2 separate regions of the Mus musculus genome follow, and region 2 is linked to region 1. The links are chromatin contacts, called in public Hi-C maps. All regions are on one chromosome and are shown on one strand. Each heading gives the region's core, a stretch centred on a gene start, on an enhancer-like site or on the middle of the called end of the contact. The rest is flanking DNA. Distances are from core to core; before and after follow the strand shown.

What was found. Hi-C and Micro-C count contacts between places; a contact is called where the count stands out from the background.
Region 2: a contact with region 1 is called in a Hi-C map of embryonic stem cells, with 2.9 times the contacts expected there. The contact joins the promoter of Adamtsl3 here to the promoter of Homer2 in region 1. A contact is called at or near these places in 1 of 39 promoter capture datasets (pre-B cells) and 1 of 484 Hi-C or Micro-C datasets (embryonic stem cells).

What each region holds. Positions count from the first base shown.
Region 1 is chr7:81,705,544-81,708,327 of GRCm38.p6, reverse strand. It overlaps Homer2 (homer scaffolding protein 2), which reads left to right and starts at 1,403. Exons shown (of 9, transcript NM_001164086.1): 1 at 1,403-1,569. The coding sequence starts at 1,565. It overlaps Gm32579 (a long non-coding RNA gene), which reads left to right. Exons shown (of 2, transcript XR_391652.2): 2 at 1-176.
Region 2 is chr7:82,334,250-82,336,949 of GRCm38.p6, reverse strand. It overlaps Adamtsl3 (ADAMTS-like 3), which reads right to left and starts at 1,256. Exons shown (of 30, transcript NM_001190374.1): 1 at 1,040-1,256. The coding sequence starts at 1,042.

The DNA of each region.
Region 1 (2,784 bases), core at 154-2,653:
GACCAATTTTGTATAGATAGGGCTTGGTCTGTTTACTTATTCATTCAACAAATATTGGTGGAAGACTTTGAATTCCCATTGTAGGTAGTAGAGGTTACAATTATGGGCAAAAAGCCACATCTTTCTAAGAGTTTGCAGGTGTGTCTGGAATATTAAACCAATAATTTTACACGAGATACTACTAACAGTAAGTGCAAGGAAGAAAAATGGACCGGAACAATGCCATCCACGGCCTTCGGTTAAGCCCCTAAGGGACGCGACAGTGTAACAGTGATCTGAAGCACATGTAGGAATGAAGGGGAAAAAAATCTTCCCAGACAGAAAGAAGAGCACGTGGGTAGGCTGAGAGAATGGCCAGCTGGCTGGAGTGCGGCGAGCAAGGGCAAAGTGAGAGGGCTGGAGGTGGTAGTGGACTGGCCAGGCTCATCCCAAGGACAGTGGGAGGGGAGCCTCAGATCAACTTGTATTTCAGAAATTACTGACCACCGTTTAGAAATGGGGTGGGTGCTCTTGTGAGGTGAAGGAGCTAGGTAGCTAGTCACAGTGGCCTGAAGGGAAATGAGGGCAGGGGCACGGTGGTGGCCCTATTCCAGTTGCTTGTCCTTGCCTTCTCCTCCCAGTCCCTGTCTGTCCAGAGATGCCAGGCTTGTGTGGGCAATGTGTGCTCAGCCGAAGACAATCCCGTGGAAGGCCCAGTGTGGGGTGATGGTTAGGTTGGCTCCAGTGCTGGCCTTTGGTAGGGAATCATAGCCAAGCTTAAGGAAGCCTCTCAAATTTTGCCAACTCGCTATGCTGAGGGTGTGCGTTTCTGTCTTTACCCAGGGAAGAGTTCAGGGAACCTGCTTTGGGCTACAGAATCCTCCTTGCCATCTTACCCTCCAGGATTTTAAGGCCACTCAGCCAGACAGGTGGGCAGGAAGACGAAGGTGGGCATTAAATGGGGTGGGGAGCAAATCGTGGTCCTGCCCATCTCAGACTCTGGAGACGTGAGATCTAATCTGAGACTGTGACCTTGGTCACATCATTTCTCCTCCCTGGGGGGCTTCGGTTCCCTCATCTGCAAACTAAAGGTGGCCAAAAAGTCCCTGCCAGCTGCGACTTCAAGTCCAGCAGGTGGGACATCCCGTCCGAGGCGCGGCGCCAAGCTTGGCAGGGCGCGCGGGTGCGGGGTCGACACAGGAGAGGAGGGGGCTGCTGGAAGAAGCGGCGACTGCGCGGCAGCGCGGGGGACGCTGCACACGCTGCCGCGCCCCCAGCTCCAGGCGGGCGGCGGCGGCCCGGGGGCCACGAGGTTACGTAAGGAGCGGGCGGGAGGGACCGGCGGCTCCGCCCGAGCGCGGCCGCCCAGCCCCCGGCCGCCCAGCCCCCGCCCTCCCGCCCGCCCGCGCCTGGCGGCGGCCCCGACACCGGCAGAGCAGCCGCGCAGCCGGCGGAATGGAACGGCGCCGGGGCTGAGCCGGGCGCACTCGGGCCGCCGCATGTGCCGCGCGGGGAGCAGCTGCCGAGCGGGCGGAGAGCGAACGCCAGGGGCCCCGTCGGAGCGGCCGCACGAGCAGCGCCGGAGATGGGGTGAGTGAGCTCGCGGAGCGCCCGCGAGGGGCTACGGGCCGCCGGTCGCGTGCTGCGGCGGGAGCTCGGGGCGCCCCCGGCCTGGGCGCGGACTTTGCGCCTGGAGCCCACGGCCCTTCCCGTCTCAGCCAGCCGGGCGCGGAGACACCTGGCGGGGACCCGCACCCGGGCTGGTCTCGGCGCCTCGGCCATTCCGCGGTCTCCTTGCCCCTAGCGCGAGCAACTCCAGGGCCTGGGTTTGTGAGTGTGAAAAGCAGTTTGCCTTTCTTCACGGCTGCATTTACAGCCAGCGACATAGAAATCGAAGTTTTCCTGGAAAGGAAACACACCCAATAATAACCCTTCAGCGTAGGAATAGTGGACTTGTAGGCAGCGTTGAGATGCGACAATCTGTTAGGCACCTAGGTGAGGCTCCAGATGCTTGGGAGGGAAGTTGGAGCACTCAGTTGAAGTGACTAATGCTCCTGAGTATATAAAGTAATTTTAAAAGCAGGATTGATTTCTCTTCGGCGTCTCTCCGAGCAGTAGGCGCTGTGAGTCAGGAGCCACTGTGCTAATAACACAGTAACTCTTTACATCTGCTCGCCGATGTGAGCGCACACTCATGGTGTTTCAGTCTCTATGCGAGATATGGTTTGTGTGCTTGCTCTCCACAAGAGGAAACTGAGGCCGGTTTAGTTGGGAGACTTCTCCCAGCTTGAACAGCTGATACATTTGTAAAAGGGGAATACTTAGTGTGTGGTTGCTCACCGGCAGAAGCTAGGCCACTGCCTGACTGGCCATGAGGATGGTTAAGGACATCAGAGGTCTGTCTTCTGCTGCTGAGCCCAGTGTTCTTCAAACAGCCTTTCATGGGGCCCAGAGGCCTCTGCTGTGTAGGTGGTCTAGAGAACTAGCTTCCCTTTGGGGATGGGTGCCATGGGAAGAGTCATGATCGCCCTGGTGGCCCCACCAGCCCCTATGGGGCAGTGGCTTTACTGTGCTTAGCTCCAGACAAGCCTCAGGAGTGGCTTTCTCCGTGGAGCTGGTAGAGTTTTGGAGGGAGCAGAGGCAAGCAAGGTAGAGCTCCGGGTAGGAGAGCAGATGGCTGTGGACGCCAAGATGGAACAAGGGGGACAGAGGGCCCATCGGAAGTTTGCTTAGGAATATTGATGCCTATCCAAGAGACTTATGTTGGACGACTGGGAGGCCAGAGATAGACAGTCATCCTACCCA
Region 2 (2,700 bases), core at 7-2,506, 630 kb before region 1:
GTCAGCAATTCACCCATCCCTCCAGTGCTCCAGCAGTAGGGACAACCCTGCCCCAGACACCTCCTAGCCTGTTTGTCAGCACCAGAGTGTGGCTTTTGGGGGCGGGGGGGGGGCTGGGGGTTGTGGGGAGGACCAGCCTAAAGCCAAGAGTTAGGGCACCTGCCAGCTTTAATTCCTTGAGGCAAAAATGAGTCTGAAGCCAATTAAACTAGACCAGAGAGGGAAGAACCCTGCCTAAGGGCACACAGCTAAACAGAGTCTAGGATAGGAACGCAGATTGGATAGTTAGAGGAATTTCTCACTAGATGATAGAATGCCTTCTGCTTCCAGACCTGCCTTTAAGAGAATTCTGGGGGCCACAGTCTTGCGGAGTGTAATCTCTTAAAGGTGAGGAAGAAGTAAGCCCAGGAGGGCTACGAGGACCGTTTTCCCCAATGTGTTTTCCTGTCAGTTTACAGGGAACTCAGTTTGAGCGGAGACTGGAAAAGCCGAGGTCACACTCGACTCCCGCTTCGCCTCGCGGGCGCCTTGGCGGTGTCGGTGTCCGGGGGCGGGTCGGTGGCTTCTCTCCATCTGGAGAAAGCATTAAGGCCTGGCTTAATGCGATCCGCAAATGTGCTGCTGTTTCCGACCTGAGGCGGCGACTCTGGGACGAAGGGAGGCGGCCAGGGCTGGGCCCCAGGACCACGCGCCCCTCTCCGCTGGCTCGCACACTTCAGCGCCCGCCACCCTCACGCCTCCTTTCCCTGGCGTGCGTCTCCTCTCGTTTCTCTGCGCTTCAAGCATGCGAACCTCACTCAGTAGCCAAACCTCCGGACCTTCAAACACTGCAAGCTAAGATCAGCCCGTAGTCCGCTGACCCCGCAGGGTATCCCCCATCATCCAGAGCACCCCTCGCTCGCAGAGGACCAGGAAAGGTTCTGTCCAACATTCCCGGATCCTGTAGCGCGCCTGCCTGGAGCTGTCTAAGCCCCATAGGGCAGTGCTCAACCAAGACCTTATTTTCCAGTAGCGTTCCCATCAACTTGCTCCACCTTACCATCCTCAGAGAGATGAATCCCTGGATCCCCCGCGGGTGTTTCCAATCCGGAGTCGCAGCAGCGTCTGACGGTGCAAGGAGGGATGCGCGCTGCGAGACAGTGGCGAGCAGCGCCGACTCGGCGACACCTCGTGCGGAGCGCGGGATCCCGACGGTCCCCGACGCCGGCCTCCAGCTCGCGCCGCCGCCAAAGTTAAATGGGGCTGGGACGCGGCCGCCCCGCCTGTCCCGCCCCTCCGGGCGCGCGGAGCGCAGTGCTGGCCCCGACCCAGGGGCGGAGGGCGCGCGCCGCCACCTGCGCCGCCCGTCCCGCAAGTGCGCGCCGCGTCTAGGGTACCGTCAGTCCCTCCCGCCCTGCGTCCTCTGCCCTAACCCAGGGGCGCTGGGAACGCGGGGACAAGCGGGCCACCGAGCCGCAGCCAGGCGGCTCGGAGCGCTCGGGGCCGCCGCGGCCACGGCGAGACTCCGCTGGAACGCTTCTCCGCCCGCTTCCTGGAAGCCACTCCTTGCCCTGGGCCTGCAGCCAGGCCTGGTGCCAGGAGCTCCGGCTGCCGCCGGCGGCAGCGCGCTCTGGGGAGGCGTCCGCTGCGCCACGGGCCAGCCAGGCCAGCCAGACCAGTGCGAGGATGCCACCCTCTCCCAGCACCACCGCCAGACCCCGGGGACCTCAGCTGTTAAGTAATACCCTGCAGAGGCTGCCCAGAGTCTACCCACTCCTGCTGGTAGCCTTAGGAGCTTGACCATCACCCATTCAAACAGCCCCTGCGGTCTTGGTATAATTGGGGACCATGGATGACCCAGCAGGGACACCTAAACCTGAGACCTAGAGTCCCTGGTAGGAAACAGGTTTGGGTCCCACAGAAGTCCAGACCTGTCAGGAAATAAATACAGCTACAGCCCCGGGGCCTAGAGGTTTGGAAGAGAGGTGTCCCAGTCATGAATGGAGGAGGGTTGAGGGCACCTTGAGCACTTCTGAAGGAAAGAAAAGCCATGGAAGAGACATGGGGGCTTGGCTTCATCTCAGCAATAGGAGTCAAGGGCCAGGTGTTCCATTTAAGGCACCATTGTGCCTCCCGTATTGCTGCTCCCTTGAGTGATGCCACTTTGTCAAGTGGTATGTGTAGCCAGCCTTCCCAAAAGCAGTCGTTCCTAGAGTTATCTTAAGTCCTCGGGGAGTAGCTTTTCATGATGATCAGAGAGGCCAGGTCTGGAACTGGTTCCTAGGTACCTATTTCTCGCTAGAGTCTGAAACATTTGCATCCAAAGTTGCTCTCTTGCCTAGTGAACTGAAGGCTGGTATGTTCCAGATTCTTTTATGGCATTGCCAAGAGTTCCCCCCACGTGTTTTCCTATTCTCTCCTTCCCTGATCAGATGGCCTCCTCTGACCAGGAAAAGGGCCTTGTCAAGACTGTCTCTCCACTCCAGAGAGGGAAACGGCTGGAAACCTATGGAAAATGAGCAGGTGGTGCATGGGAAGAGATTCAGGAGGAACCAAGAAGGGAGGACAGAGCTAGACCATGACTAGCTCACCTGCAGACCACTGAGTCTCTCTGTTCACCCTAGTTTAGCTCTGGAAAGTGGGGCAGATAATACACATATGGATACTGGGCTATTACTCTGATGGGGATTATGCAGGATTAGGTTCCCATGAGCCTCTGGT